Regions from separate parts of the Mus musculus genome. Here region 2 is linked to region 1. Evidence: chromatin contacts called from public HiChIP or PLAC-seq data. All regions are on one chromosome and are shown on one strand. Each heading gives the region's core, a stretch centred on a gene start, on an enhancer-like site or on the middle of the called end of the contact. The rest is flanking DNA. Distances are from core to core; before and after follow the strand shown. Region 1 has its middle 19 kb from the start of Cym. Region 2 overlaps Slc6a17 (solute carrier family 6 (neurotransmitter transporter), member 17).

Region 1 (7,878 bases), core at 3,537-6,036:
CATGTCCACTCAGGACTCTCTTAAATGTCCCTGCTTCTGGCTACTCTCGCCCTTTATCTACAGTGAGGTTTTCCCTTCACCATACCTAGGAGCAGCCATGCCTTTTTTATTTTATTTTTCATTCATGGGTAAACATGAATACACTATTTATTTTTCATATTTTCTGGCTTTCTAATGAAAGATGAGTCATTTCCAACTCTTTATAGCGTTTAGCGTTGGCATAGAATTGTTCTGTATTAATGTGCTTAATGTTGAGTGAATAAACAAACACAGGATCTTCAATTTTCCAGCCCAGGAGGCAGCTCTAGTCCTGGAGCGCCCTCTAGTGACCAGACCAACTTAGAGCATCTTGTTTATACCTTGGGACATTCTTGGCCACTTCAGGTGACTTTGGGGGCAGTGGTCAAGTAGACAATAGAGTTGACTGTCTCCCTCATGCAAAGCATAGTGGCAGCTTCTTCAGGACACAGATAAAAAAGGAGTCCCAGTCTTCGACCCCATAACTCCAGATATCTCTGATTAGCTTTTCTTTCTGTTTTTGGTCTCCAGAGTCCTGTCTCTCCAATCTTTCTGGAATGTTGTGATACTGGGTTTGTGTGCTGAGCTGAGCTGTCCGGGGAGAATGTGTCTACTGTGTGTGTCTTAAGGGATTCAGGGCAGCACTGGTCTTCCAGGTCAGCAGGGAATCCTGCCCCACCCCTCCTCAGCATTTACAGTGCTAGCATCTGACCCACGAGATCCTATGGGGATTTGGGGCTGGTGCCAAGGCTGGGCTTGAATGAGATGGGTGTCTTAGGATTTTCATGGTCGTGAAGAGATACCATGACCCTGGCAACTCTTATAAAACAAAACATTTAATTGGGGCTGACTTACATTTCAGAGGTTTAGTCTATTATGGCGGGAAGCATGGCAGCGTCTAGGCAGATATGGTGCTGGAGAAGAATCTGGGAGTTCTACATCTTGATCTGAAGGCAGCCAGGAGGAGACTGGCCCAACACTGGTCAGAGATTGATCACCAAAGACCTCAAAGCCTGCCCCCACAGTGACACAATTCTGCCAACAAGTCCATGCCTACTCCAACAAGGCCACACCTCCTCATAGTGCCACACCTCATGGACTAGGCATTCAAACACATGAGTCTATGGGATCCAAACATTCTAACCACCACAATGGGAAAACTCATTTCCCTCTTCTCTTTGGTAGAGTTTCACTTCTCTTTTGAGGACTGTGGTGGCCTTGGAAGTCTCCTCTGGTATGGGAGATGCAGTCTCCAATAGCCATGGTTGAAGCTTTACCCCTGGGTTCCAAGTTCAGGCCATGACACTTGAGAACCTTCTTCTTTCCTAGGACTCTGCTTAGCATCTGGACTAGAGTAACTGTGCCATTAGAGCTTTCTTCCTAAGGCGCATGAGAGGGAACAGGAGTCTGCAGATAAGCCTGTGTGCTTCTCTGGCAGTGTTCTGTAGGGTCAGTCATACCTCCTGCAGCTTTGAACTGGTGCTAGGACAATATGAAAGTAATGTCTTCCCCTGTGACCTCCAACCACAGCCACAGTCTCCATCCCAGATCTCAGGGACACAGATCTCAGCGCATGTTCTCCACGTGTGAGGACAATAAGTAAATAATAGAGAAAAGTGTTTTCCTGAGTCCACAGGATGCCCAGAAGTCCTCCGCACAGCCAACAGAGACAAATGAGATTAGAAATCTGGACTCTAAAGAAATTGTCTTTCGCCAGAGTCAGAGGAACTGGACATAAGACTCCACATGGACATGCCCATCACTGGATGCCAGCCTGGCTGTAGATCTGAACCAGCCTTGTAGGATTTATTTGGATTCAAGAGGGACAAGAAGAGCTTCTGTAGCTTGCAAGTCAATCCCTGTGGAGTCTAGTGGGTGTTTGCACATATGTCTCCTGGACAATTTTTTCTGTCAAGTCCTGCATCCTAGAAGAGATGTTTGCTTGGAGTGACATCCTACAAGAGCTGGCAGCAAATAGAAGAGGTGGCTCAACAAGGCACCGATTCTGAAGTTGGGCTGCAAAGAGCCTGAGATTCTCTTCGGTCATTTCTTGCTCACTCTGGGAATGCAAGAACTGTGTTGTGAGCAGTGGTGTGGTGAAGTCTCTGTGGCAGAGGTCTGACTCTGACCTCTAGTAACAGCTAAAGAGGAACTGGCCCTGCTAGTCTGTGAGCTTGGAAGTCCTCCAAACCCAGCAAATGTTGAGGTGTCAGAAGCACAGGACAGCCACCAGGGGATCCAGGTAATGTTTGGGAGATATCAAGTTGCTTTAAGTTGGTGGACATTGTAGGATGAAGCTGTGACTTTTAAAGAAACACATTCTTAGTTTTGCACCAATTCTTTCCTTCTTCCTCAGTTCTTGCATTTTATAAAGATATGTTGACTATCTACTACACACTTGGCTAATATAGAATGCACTATACTATACTATAATTATTGAGGTGATGATATTTAAAGGACGCAGGCAAGTGACCCTGAACTCAAACTGCAGTAGGTTTTGTCCTAGGCACCCTCCACCTCACAGTCTGATCTCCTTAAATCTGCCACGGGACAGTCACATCTTCATTGACCTCCATTCTGCTTTGGAAGTGTCTGTTCCAGTTTGCTAAAGACTATCATGCAGTATACTGTTTGATTCTCACTGTAGTCTCAGGAGCTTGTGTTTATTGTAACTGTTAGCAAACGGGGAAGCCGAGGCCCAGGGAGATTCCTCTTTAAGAAGCCATTTTACTTTCCTTCGCTCCTTCTTTAGCTCCACATCTCCACCCAACTCTGAGAAAAAGGTTGCTCACTTTGCTCTTTCTAGTTCTTTAAACCTAGAAGAAATGGATCCTCTGTTCTCTTTTCACGTGCTTTTGAGTGGCCTAAGAAGAAACTTCTTCCTAGTTTGTTTCCCTATTGCCCCTCGTCCTTGTCTCTCTCCTCTTCTCTCTCTCTGTCTGTCTCTGTCTCTCTCTGGAAACAATGCAAGGTCAAGTCTGTTGGCTTCTGTTCTCGGGACATCCAGGACCATCCTTCTGCCTTTCTTGCTGCATCTGGAACTTCCCTGACCGCATTTATGCTCAACATTGAGCTCCCTCCCAGGCTCAGAGTCTTTTCGAGTTGGTTGTGGCCGTGTGTCATTCAGTGAGAAGAACGTGAACTTGTTCAGTTACACTCCCCACATCTAGGGTTGATTCACAAAAGGTCAGTGTTGCCACTTGATGGGTAGGGAGTGCGGGTGGGGTGGGGGAGGCTGGCTTCCTGTGACCTCACAGGGAGAGATCAGGAAATTAGAAAGGTAAACTATAAGGAAAGGCCTCTTACTTACAGGGAGGGTGAGAGTTCCTGGATCTTCTGTACCTCATAGGGGCAGAGCTGCTCCTCCTTGGCTGTCTCTGTAACCCCGGAGACAGACTGAGCATCTGGTCATAGCAGGAACCCGAGGGTTACTTGAGGAAAACAGCAGTTTCGTGTCTATACCCTAACCAAGCTGATCGTTGGCACCCTGTGTCAAATCAGTTATTTTTGGCTTAGATTTTGAGAAAAAAAATGGAGAATTCAGGGTCTGCACACAAAATTCAGGGCCAATAAGCTACTTAAATCAAGCTTTCTGGGTTTGCCTAGAGATGTAGTTTAGTGTGTTGAATGCTTGCCTAAAATGTAGGAGGTTCTGGGTTGGATCTCCAGCCCTGCATAACACTGGCAGTTATGGTGGATGCCTGTGATCTCAGCATTATGGAGATGGGGGCAGGGAGATCAGAAGTTCAAGGTCCTCCTTGGTTATATAGTCTGGGCTATCTGTATAAGACCCAGAGACTGGGTCTTAAGGAAAGCAACAACAACAACAACAACAACAACAACAACATGGCTGCAAAGTTACCTCAGTTAGTAATGGATTTTCATAAGCATGAAGATTGATTCCACAGAAATCAAATTGAGGATAAAAAATAGGAATAAAAACAAAAAGTCAGGCATGCTAGTTCAGACTGGACAGGGAGAAGCAGGTAGGTCCTAGGGCCTCATTGGCTGGCCAGGTTAGCCTACTTGGCAAGGAGTTTCAGGTCACAGAGAGGCTGTCTGAAAATAAAAACGTTAGCACCTGAGAAATGACATTTGAGGTTGTTTTATGACCTACACACACACACACACACACACACACACACACACACACACACACACACACACACACACTCACATACATGTCATTTGCACATACATTTGCACAGACAGACACATGAACACATATCATCACTACCACCACCACCACTACCACCCAAGAAACATTTTTTCAGGTGGACCATAATTAATGTCAATTCGGTGTCAATTTGGGAAGCATGGGGATTCTTGGTGGGCTCTGACTTGGTCCTTTTATGTCTCAGTCCTTCCTTTTTTGATCACTTATTATGTACCCGACACAGTCCTGGGGTCATTACACTCAAAGAATGCAGCTGTGACCCCTGCAGAGTTTATAAGTGACAGGTGGGCTTTTATCCTAGGCTCTACCCACCATCCGCAGACTATTTATCTGTCATTTAAGTGTCAAGTCACTGTTTGCACACTCCTGGTTTGCATGGGAACCTGTATAGCTTGCTGAGTTTCACAGAGCACCCTGTTTAAATCTCACGATAATCTTACTAGTGTGGTGTTTTTGTTACTTCTGTATTGTTATATTTATATTTTGCGCATGCGGGAGCCCTGCAGACTGCAGAGGGCTCAGCCATCACCCCTCTGGTTCTGAGACATACAAGATCACCCAGAATTCCTTCCTAAGGAGAGAGTCACGCCTTCTCTCCCCAAGCCTCTGACTGACACTTCAGCAATGGGAGTAAAATAGCATTCATTATCTCGTGACATTTCCAAGGAAGCCCTTTACCTCCGCCTCCCCTGAGATTCCATAACAAAAGTTTGTCTGATCTTCCTCTCCCTCTTTGCCAACCCCCAGCTCCTTTTCATCTCCCTGTTTGAGGGCAAATGTTCTCCTGACAGCAGTCCCCAGGGAGACTGGGCTGTCTTTCTTTCTTTCCCTTCAAAGAGCCTTTGAGCACTCCACTCAGCCTGGTGGATGGGGCATGTTTCATCTTTCAGTAGGCTCCAATCAACTGCTGAGCAGGGAAGGGCACCTTGTGAGTTTCCTTCATAGGGAGGGAGAGGGTGAGACCCTGGCATCTGGCCTAGGTGGACTCCCTGTTCCCGTGGGAGGGCTGCTTTGTTCTTCTGAGCCCACTGAGATGGGCAGAGGCTGCTCCAGCCGGTGAGCAATGCAGATAGCCATGGTTGAAGGAGAGAGACCACCAGATTGTTAGTCCTGAGCCTCTTGAAGGGAAGTCCTTGAAGAAAAGCCCTCGAAGGATGTGGCTGGGTCCTCAGAGAGGCCTTCAGCTGCCTTTTGGGTTTCCCTCTTCTTGCTCTTCTGAGTCTTGACTGAGTCCTGTGGGATCCTTCTCTTATAGAAAGTTCCTTCCCACTATTTACAGAGCTGTAGACTCCATGACAGTAAGTCGCTCTATACACAAAGGGCACATAACACAACTTGAGCTTCTTTGTGGACACATCTCCTGCCTCAGTTGAACAAAACTACTTCAGCATCAGCAGGCAGCTGGCAACTCTCGGGGAGAGTTTTACTTACTTACTGTTATAGTGTCTCCAACCCAGACACCAACCCTCTGCAGTCAGGTTAGGGACCCCAGAGGGAGCAGGGAGAGGGCAGCCTCCTCTCTCTGTGCTTCTCTGGGTGGGCCTGTCTTAGGTTTCTGTTACTGTGATAGCCACCAAGACCAAAAGCAACTTAGGGAGGAAGGGTTTATTTGGCTTGTTACAGATTATAATCCACCATCAAGAGAAGCCAAGGCAGGAACTCAAGGCAGGGACTTGGAGGCAGGAACTGAAGCAGAAGTCATGGAGGAACGCTGCCTACTGACTTGCTCCCTGTAGCTTACTCAGCCTGCTTTCTTAAACTGTCCAGGAGGGCTGGGTCCTCTCATATTAATCATCAGTCAGGAACATGCCCTGCAGATTTGCCTACAGGCCAATTCGATGGAGGCATTTTCTGGACTAAGAGCTCTTCTCCCCAGCTACACCTAAGCTTGTGTCAAGATGACAAAAACCAGCCAGCACATAACCATCATCTCATTTCTCAGTGGAAACTAGAGATTTGAATATTTTCTATTACAAACATTTTGGACATACATAACAATAAAAATAGTAAAAATGAGCCACATAAATACACCACCTGCATTGATCATCTCCTGCATTTGATAATTTTCAAGAATTTGGTGCCCTTGTTTGATGTATTTGTCGGTACATGTGGCACATACACGTGAGTGTGCAGCGCTCGCAGTCACACACATGCAGAGGCCAGAGCAGAGCAGGATGCTGAGTGTCTCCTCTGTTGCTCTCCACCTTGTTATTTTGAGGCAGTGTAGGCCCAGAAAGTCATGAGATAAGAGAAGCCAGTTTGGAGCATGAGTGAGGTTGAGATGAAACCCTGAAAACGTTATCCCTAGACTGGCAGGAATAGGACTGTTTCCTTCTTGCTCTGGGCCTATATGTCCTGTTACACGTAGCCTATACAACACCTACCTCTACCACCCTTGAGGTAGTCCCAAAGTACAAGTTTAACTTCCTCTTTCCTATATAAGGACGTGTCCAGCAAGCACCTGGAATCTCTCCTCAAGCAATGAAGTGTTCCCAGCATCTCAGCCCAGCCAATGATGTATACTTACCCCAAATCTCTCCCCACTCCCAAGGGTTTAGAGAACCCTTATTCACCCCCAATAAACAGAGATGTTTCACTAAAACCTGGGAGGCTGTTTCTCCCCTCACATCACTGCAGGGATGTGTGGTGTCACACATCCAGGGGGCGAAGCTTCTTTACTTCCAGTCTAGCTTGGTGTACAATGACGCCTGGACACCGCAAGGGGAGAAGCACACCTGGGCAGGCAAGTCAGGGTCTCTCACTGAGGAAAATCCTCCCTGTTTTGGTTACGCTGTCTGGCCTGTGAGCTCTCAGGATCTACCATTGAGTTCAGTTTGTTTTCTTTAGGGTAATTAGAAAAGAGCTTAAAGGGATAATTAATTAACTCAACAAGTATTAAATATCTACCATATACTATAAACAGTCACTTTGAATATAACTGGATCAAAAAAAAACCCACCTTTTAAACATTAACATTTTAAACGAGGAATCAGCTCATAAAGGACATTATTTATACAAACACACATTCTCTCTCTCTCTCTCTCTCTCTCTCTCTCTCTCTCTCTCTCTCTGCTTTAAGTAAGGATAAAGCTGTGAACTGAGGGCTGCTAGTCTCCCTGTCTCCCTGTCCTACAGAGATTGTTCACTCTGGGCATGAGGAAGCCATCCAGCAGAACATAGGAGGAGAAATCAAGAGCTCTAAAGTGGAGTTTAAGACCCCAGATGCCACCACCCCATTCTTGGCCTTCCTCTTGGCAGTTCTCAGTTCTGGGAGCCGTACAATCTGAACAAAATGGATTCAGTCTGGGCTGAGTTTCTGTCACTTGTGACTGAAAGCATCCGCCTAACTTACTCCTGCACCAGCTTGTGCACTCCTATTTGAGACTTGAGGAAGGCAGAGTAGCCCAGCAGGGCCAGCTTCTGAGAACCTGTGAGGAGCACAGGTCTGTGCCCAGGTGGTTGTGATGCAGTCTTGTAAAATCCCCCTTCCCAGACCAAAAGATACAAAGGTGGACCAGGAGGGACTGGGACAGCAGAGGTGACTCTAACCAGCCTGTCCAATGTCCCAGAACCTCAGGGAACGAGCTATGCAGGACTATGGTACAACACCTTTAGTTTGGCTGGGAGGGGGAAGCATTGAGGTTTACAACACAGGTATTAGGTTTCTGACCCAGAAGGTGTGA
Region 2 (7,878 bases), core at 3,563-6,062, 280 kb before region 1:
GTTGGTCTCCAGGACAAGTCTTTCTTGACCTAGCTTGGCATTGTGTCCACTGAGCAATTCTATGGTACAGCTCCTGCCTGCGAGTTGGAGGGTTGCATTGGTCAGGGAGGGGTGACTAAGAAGACTTGAGCTCTGCTCTATCAAGGGCACCGAGGCAGCCTGTGCTACTGTTTGCCTGGAGTGAGGTTTCTATTTATGGATACCTCCATTACTGTGCGGAGAAGATGACGCCACAGTCAGCACCAGCCATTTAGCAGTCAGTGCAGGATGAGAACCACTGTGGAGAGGTAACTGTTTTCGACACATAAGGTAAAACATGGGCCTCTGGGGCCATGATATGAGAATCTCTGTGTCCATTTAAAGTTCTTGATACCATAGAGTACCAGGTAAATGTCCAGAGGTGCCCAGGATATGGGCACTGTTATGTTAATATAGGCTTCAATGTCAGTAACATCCCAAGAGATCATGCCATTTGTCATCCTGAGCAGAGTCCAAGGTAATTCTGGCCATGGCATCTCAGACTCCTTTCAGACAGTGCTGGATGATGTGAGAGGTCCTCCCTCCTTCCCTGACTTCTTCCAACATCAGAAATCATCCAGGATACAGGACCTATCCTTTTTGTCCAGGCCCACAAGCAGAAAGCCAGTGGATCTGACGCCTGCTGTGCGACCAGGATGCTGGGATGATTCACTAGTGCCTCTGATGGAATAGTAATTGGTGTTAATGGCTACTGAATTGCTTGAAATTCCCAGACAGCTTTCCCTTATCATTTTTTCATCTGATTGCAAACTTATGTCACCATAGAGAGCCCTGTAATTCTTATGTAATTTGCCCAACATATAATGGTGAATTAGGGAGTTCTCTGAACACATAAACTCTCAGAGTCAGAATTATAAATATTCATATTTTTGGCCCCGTAATTTCACTTGTAGGTATTTTTTTTCTACAAATGTAATCATATATAAACAAACTGGTCAGTGCTCAGTATTGGTTGCTATGGCATTTATTTTAGTAGCAAGAGATTGACATGCTCCAAATGCCTATCATTTGTCTTTGCATTCATCCGACAATGGCTCACTGGATGCCAAACGCTGTTCTAAGACTGAGATTCAGTCATGAGTACAGCAGACAGATTTCTCAGCCTTCATAATGGGTGATATAAGCTAAGATCCAGCACTGAGACTGACTGCTGTGGCTGAGGGGTGAGGGTTGGGGGGGGGGGATAGAGCAGAGAACAAAGGAACTGGGGTATCTAAGAGAAGAGTTGTAATTTTATACATAGTAGTCAAGGAAGGCCTCATGGAGAAAGAACATTTGAATAGTCACTCTAAGGAGTCCCTTTCTCCTTAGCTACATGCAGATGTGGAGATCACACCTTCTGTTCTAGACAGAGAGACAATGAATGAAAGGAACTTCAGGCTGGGCCATCTTCCAAAACCTAGGTGTGCTAGAATGGAAGGGAGAGAGGGTCTAGGGGGGCATGAGGCATTTTTGTCTCTGTAGGAACTATGGCCAGTGGAGGTTCTGGGCAGAAGGATGGGATAATATGGTCACCTGGAGCCTCTTTGAAGGCTGCCATAGAGAGTTCAAGAGTAGAACAGGGAGGCTTGCTTGTGAGGGTCACTGGGTGAGAGGCAACTGCCAGCCAAGAGATGATGGAGGAGTGAATTGGTTGAGTTGAAGAAACACTTAGAGAGCAGACTCAGGAGGGTTTGCTGTTGTTTGGATAGGACATGTGGGAGGAGCCAAGAGGAACTCCAAGGTCTTTTGCCTGAGCAACCAGAAGGATGACGATGACATTTACAGAGATGGGAAGGATGGTGGGAGAAGCGGAATCTAAGGGGAACACTCAGAGAATTGTTTTGGATGTGGCAGTTTTAAAATGTCAGATAAGCAGGTGGAGATGCTGAGTGGCAGTTTGCTCTATGAATCTGGAAGAAAGAGGTGAAGGAACAAATTTGGGGTTCCTGGGTAATGGAATTGAAAGCTGTGGCTTGGCTTGTGTCACCTGGAGGGTGAGGGCTGTCAGAAGGGACCCAGCTCTGGAGCCTCCATGTTTATAGCTTGAAGGAAAAAGAACAGGTGAGGGAGGCAGAGAAGGAGGAAGAAGCACACATCCTCCTGCCCCTAGGCAGAGTGGAGAGAATGTCTGAATAAAGATGGAATGTTCACATGATAAAGACCAATCAGCTGGCAACAGAAGCGGCATCGGTGGCCTTCATGGGAGATGCTTTGGTAGAATTTGGGGGACCAACTCTAATAGTAATAGAACGAAAGAAAGTGAGGTAAGGAGTCAGAGACAAGTAGGTGACAGCATTTATATTTGGTAGTTTCACTATAAAAGGAAGCAAACAAACAAGACACACAGAGACACACACACACACACACACACACACACACACACAGAGAGAGAGAGAGAGAGAGAGAGAGAGAGAGAGAGAGAGAGAGAGAGAGAGAGAGAGAGAGAGAAATGCAGTAGTAAGTGGAGAGGGCCCAGGTCAAGGATATTACTGCAGAATTTATATAATGATTAGAACAATCCATCAAACACTGGCAGGCTAGAATTGAAAAGAGCTTTAAAAAACAGCCTGGTGTCTCCATATATGAAGCAGCAATTCTACCTGAGATCTTAAGAAAACTCAAAATGTGATTTCACAGGAAGTTTGAACATAAAGCTTCATAGCAGAGTGGTTTATAGTAGACCTGAAGTAGAAACAACCAAGATGCCAATCAGCTGAGGAGTGGACATAGAAAGCGGGGCTTGTGTATAAAATGGAATGCTATCCATCTCTAGGAGGGGATGAGGTACCCGAGCTGTGATAATGGCACAGTCAATAATAGGCATGCTATGCAAGCCTGAGGACCCAAATGTGACCCCTAAAACCTACATAGAAGAGCCAGGCATGGTGGCATGTACTTGCAACGCCAACTCTGTGGACGGAAACATGAGAAGATCCTTGGGACCTGGTGCTCAGTCAGTTTAGGTTCTAGTCTAGGCTACCAGTGTTCAATGACTTAGTTAACCAGTTAGATACCCTGTATCAAAAACAAACAAATAAATGGTGGAGAGCAAGGAAGAGATTCAAGGCTAACCTGTGACTTCCACCCATGTACATACAGAAATATATCATCATTCCCTATGATCATGTATATAACACACACACACAAGAATAAAGTAATTCATGATAAATGCTACAATATGGAAGACCCTGGAAAACATTAAGCAAAGTGGAAGAAGCAAGACATAAGAGACTACTACATACTATGCAATTCCAAGCATATGAGAAGCCAGAGCAAGGAAACTCATAGAGACAGTATCTAGCAGTCATGTAGGGCTGGACTTGAGGGGAGAGATGAGGAACAACTGTTAATAGAAACGTGCTTTTGTTGAGGGGAAGGGAGAGGCTCTACATTAATAGTGGTACAGACTGCATGACTGGTGTGCTAAAAATCGTTGAACTGTGCACTTTAAAACGATCCAGATGGCATCAGGGAGAGGCCCAGTGTCCTTGGCGGGGGAAGAGCTGGTGTTAGCTTGATTCAAAGTTTCCACATCAACAAGAGAGAGCAGCCCCTGGCAGCATGCTGTCACGGAGAAGCTGTCGGGAGGGAGAGGTTCTAATGGTGGAGTCTTCTTCTGGTAGAGTTATCTTTCTCAGCAAGGTAGGAAACCAAGTGGTTATCTGGGGAATGAAAAAAGGAAGGAACACTGGAGAGCTAAGGAAGTGTGAGTGTGAAGTCATTGTCCATTTGGGAACAATGGACAGGCATGGCCCTAAAAGCCATCTGGTAAATAGGACTCAGAAGTGGACAGGACCTTGGTAGCTAGTGGACCACCCCTAGCTCTCAGCAATCTGACAGTACAGCCTGTTGCACACTACTATTGTGAAAGCACATAGCCTCTGACGCTGGTGAGGCACTTAAGCAGTTGTGTTACACTCCTTACACGAATCAACTTACTTAAGGCCCCTCAGGGTAAGTGTTTTTATTATTACTGCTTCCAAAGAGATGAATTAAGTGTGGGGTGAGGCTGTGAGGAGACAGAGCAGCGCAGTTTGCTAGGCACTCTGGGACTCTGTGGGATCCCAGGAAGCACACTGAGGAAGTATGGCAACTAAGAGCAGGGTGGTGTGCTCCCAGAGTAGGAAGAGCTCCATGAGGTGTGGGAGAAATATACGCACACATGTGTCTGTATGTGTTGTAACTTGAGATATGTATTTCAGTGTGCTGTAATCTGTATAATTGTTGCTGGGAGAATTCTCCAGAAGCCAATATCATGGTTACATATGTCTGAGGAAGGAAACTGGACTTCTGGGATTGAGGGGTAAAGAAAAGGAGCCTAAAGGATCAAGAGTGTATATTAACTTCTGGAGAAAAGCAGAGGCATTCGTGAAAGTCCCAAGAACTCAAGAAAAGAGTCTGGTTGTGGGACTTCTTGACGCCTATTTGAGCAAAGACCTCTCCCATCAAGAAGATGGCCAGCCTTGTGACCTGCGGCCAGCTCATCACCCAGCTTCCACTGGGAAGGCCCCTCATTTCTTGAGATTTATTTTCATAGCTTCAAGATGGGGTGCACAGCGATTTCCCTGCCCAGGGCTGTCGGCAGAGCTCATAGGACTGCTCCCGACAAGTGGAGAACACATAGCAAGCACAAGCTATTATTGTCTCTGTCCCTTGTGAAGGTGACACTATTCTTAGGCGGTGGGAACTCTGCACTCCAGTGCCATCTGGTGTCTTGTGGCTCAGTCTGGCTCTGCCGTGGCAGGCGCTAGAGAAATGGCAGGTACTGAGAAGCAAGAGTGTGTGCTGCTGTCACGTGTGAGCTGCTGTCACTCACCACTCGGGCGGTGCTCGGCGGCTGCTTATGCATTCAGAAAGCATCTTCTATGCTGCAAAACATCTTGTTCCCTTGGCAGGAAGTGACTTAACAGCTGTGCCAAAGAAACAGCAGAAAGCCAATGCTATATCACACTGGGCACCTGGGAGGGAATGGGCTTCCCTCCAGAGTAGAAAATCCCTTCCCACCTCTCTTCTTATCCCAGTGTTTAGATAATTGGTATGACCTGTCTAGATAGTGACACTTCCTGAAGTCACATAGTGTCATCCCATGACAAGAGTCTCCTTTAAAATCACCTCTAGATTAGCTTTGGGTACCTGTTCATCTCCAACAGCAAAGTGTCCCATTTAAGCTATGGACTAGAAGCAAGGGTGTCACACAGGGCCATCTCCTCTCCAAGAGCAAGCTAAAGCATTACATGATTTTATGGGGCCTCAAACTCAATTCGGAGCTATCAGCCTCCTTCAAAATTATCTAGGGCTGGAGGGAATTGGGTGAGGATGGTGGGGGGGGGGGCGTTGGATTTACAAGAATGAGATTGGTCTCATATGGATAGTTTCTGAGACTGGGATTCTAATGACTAGAGTAGGGATTTGCTATGCTACCCTTCTCTATAGGTCATGTTTAAAAAGAATAATGACAGCTTTGATCTTAACAAAGAAACAATTGTTTCTAACAAAAATCATTACATGCCCTTCAGTCCTTCCCTGTCCCTTGCAGTGTCCCTCAAGCTTTTAGATCAGTCTTACTCATCAGTTTGGAACTGGGTTGTCTTCCCTGGAATAGCTGCTTTTATTTAAGAAATTTGACTCAAAACAGTGATTGGGCTAGACATAAAGCCACATTCCTGCTTCAGCTTCTGGGAATAATGAGAATCCTAAGAAAGTCTCATGCTTGAGTCTCAAACATGAAATCATGACACCAGAAAACGCCAGTGAAGTCCAGCATGCCTTCAAAGTATATGTAACTCAACTCATTTCTGGAGCCTTTTGGAGAATCACTGAAAATTTGTCACCCAAAGGGGTGAGGGGAGAGAGAGGGGTTTAGAAGTGACTGGCTATTTTCTTCTCCTTTTCTCTAACCTCTCCTTTTTTAGTAGTCCTACTACAGGCCCCTATTTACTAATGTCTTTTTTTAAGCTGCTTCTTTCCACTTTGAGTTCTATAGAAACTCATTTGGAGGGAAAATACCAGCACAGATGTGAGGCTATTTACAGTCTTTATTGATTCAATTGGTGTGGAGATTCCTATTGTGTTGCTGAGACCCTAAAGTGTTTGTTACAGGGTGAAGCCCTGGACCTTGCTGGGGATGTTAACACTACTGTGTCTCATAACACTGTATTATTATCTTAAAATAAAATTAGAAGTAAAAACCCCTAAGTCTAAACCCAGTTTGACACCAAAGTTAAAAAAAAAAACAAAAAAACCCTGGGCCTGGGTTTCTAATCAAACAAACAAACAAACAAACAAATTTCATTCTACATCAAAAGCCAGACCTCAGTGTTAGGGATGGAGGCCCTGAGTTTCTCCTCTCATTCTGTATATTTGTATAAACACAGGCATATACACATGTGTGAGCATACACATGCACACACACACACACACACACACACATACACACACACACACACACACACACACACACACACACACACACACACACACAGTGAGACCCTTTCTTGGGAGACAAACAACAGCAAACAGCATACCTTACCTTTGCACACAGGGTGGCACACAGCAGCACAGGATCTCTTTTCCCTGTTTCCGGGACCCTTTGTCTCCCAGGCTCCTCCGTGACCACTGGTGTAGCATCTACCCTTCAGCACCCTCGCTTGCTTCTTGCTTTTCAGGGAAAGCAGGGCTATCAAGTCAAGGACCCCTCACACGACAGACAAAACCTGCTTGCACCTTTCCTGTCTTTCTTCCTCTTCCATTTCTAACAAGTAGTTCAAAGGGCTCTTGTGGAGGACAGCTCCACTTTCCATTCCTACATCCCTGCCTCCCACTAGTTTTTTTTAGTCCGACCATCAAGCCATGCCTGATTTCATAGATTTTTTCCTCCCCTGATTAATATTCTCTCTACTGCCTTCCAAGGCTGCTTCTCTAAGAACTAGTTTGTATTTGTGGTTCTATTTCTTTCCCTATGCTGCCTCCCTTTCCTCCCCCTGGCTCCAGGGCCTCTGAAGAGCTAAACCCACCTGTTACCTCCCGGCTGCTGACTTCCTCTCTGGGATCTTCCACTGGGATGCAGACCTTCCCTTTACAATGTCCTGGCCCTGGGTCCCCACCCCCACCCCCACCCCACGCGTGCCTTGTGCCTCTTCTGCTCCCTTCAAGTTGACTTCCTCTTCTCTGCATGAAACCCTAGAGATAAATTTGGCCTCAGGATCTGTGGGGCCTCTTCTCAGTGTCTGCCACTATCCTACAGGGAGGGACACATGCTAGTCACAACCGCTTTCTCCAGCTGTGCTCTCGGCAGTAAAGCTGCAGTATCTGCCCAGCTCCCTACTGGACATCTTCCAGCACATTAAAACTCAGTGTCTCTGTAACTGCTGTCAAAACCTGTTCTGCCCAACCCTGTGGATCTCTTCTTCCCTGAGACCCATCTCCAAACCAGCCACAGGCATGGCTGAGCATACCCATCTCCAGTCCATCTTTAAGGTCCCCATTTCTCCCTCAGCACCATCTAGCGACAGACAAAGCCACTATCACATCCCACTTGGACTTCCAGAAGGTGTTTCCTAGAGCTTCCTAGCTACATACACCAGTTACTTTTGTGAATGCACATCTAATAGTGGCCTTCCTTCTTCATCCCTTTAGTGTCTCCCAGATCAAGTGCTTTCATAGAATAAATACAAAGATCTTTAAAGGCCTTTGACTCTGGATTTTCTCAGAACCACTTGTTCTACCCTACCTGCACTATCCCACCTGTACTGCCTCACTTACACTATCCCACCTGCACTATCCCACCTGCACTATCCCACCTGCACTGTCTCACCTGCACTATCCCACCTGCACTATCCCACCTGCACTGTCTCACCT

Evidence for each region. HiChIP or PLAC-seq counts read pairs in DNA pulled down with a chosen protein or histone mark.
Region 2: a contact with region 1 is called in an H3K4me3 HiChIP or PLAC-seq map of embryonic basal ganglia, with 2.5 times the contacts expected there. The contact joins two enhancer-like sites. A contact is called at or near these places in 3 of 15 datasets of contacts at CTCF or cohesin (CD8 T cells, the NIH/3T3 cell line and embryonic stem cells), 5 of 484 Hi-C or Micro-C datasets (the C10 cell line, CD8 T cells, the CH12 cell line and 2 more), 2 of 115 datasets of contacts at active chromatin or transcription factors (embryonic basal ganglia and thymic regulatory T cells) and 2 of 9 other capture datasets (adipose tissue and embryonic stem cells).

The regions. Positions count from the first base shown.
Region 1 is chr3:107,198,634-107,206,511 of GRCm38.p6, reverse strand. No RefSeq gene overlaps it. Among named protein-coding and RNA genes, the nearest start is that of Cym, 19 kb to the left of the region's middle. Within about 2 kb of position 4,786, at least 7 of the 459 cell types and tissues checked have an H3K27ac peak or open chromatin away from gene starts, as enhancers often do. A contact at or near this core is called in embryonic basal ganglia, where this site is marked.
Region 2 is chr3:107,480,380-107,488,257 of GRCm38.p6, reverse strand. All of the region lies in intron 6 of Slc6a17 (solute carrier family 6 (neurotransmitter transporter), member 17), which reads left to right. Among named protein-coding and RNA genes, the nearest start is that of Kcnc4, 25 kb to the right of the region's middle. Within about 2 kb of position 4,812, at least 36 of the 459 cell types and tissues checked have an H3K27ac peak or open chromatin away from gene starts, as enhancers often do. A contact at or near this core is called in embryonic basal ganglia, where this site is marked.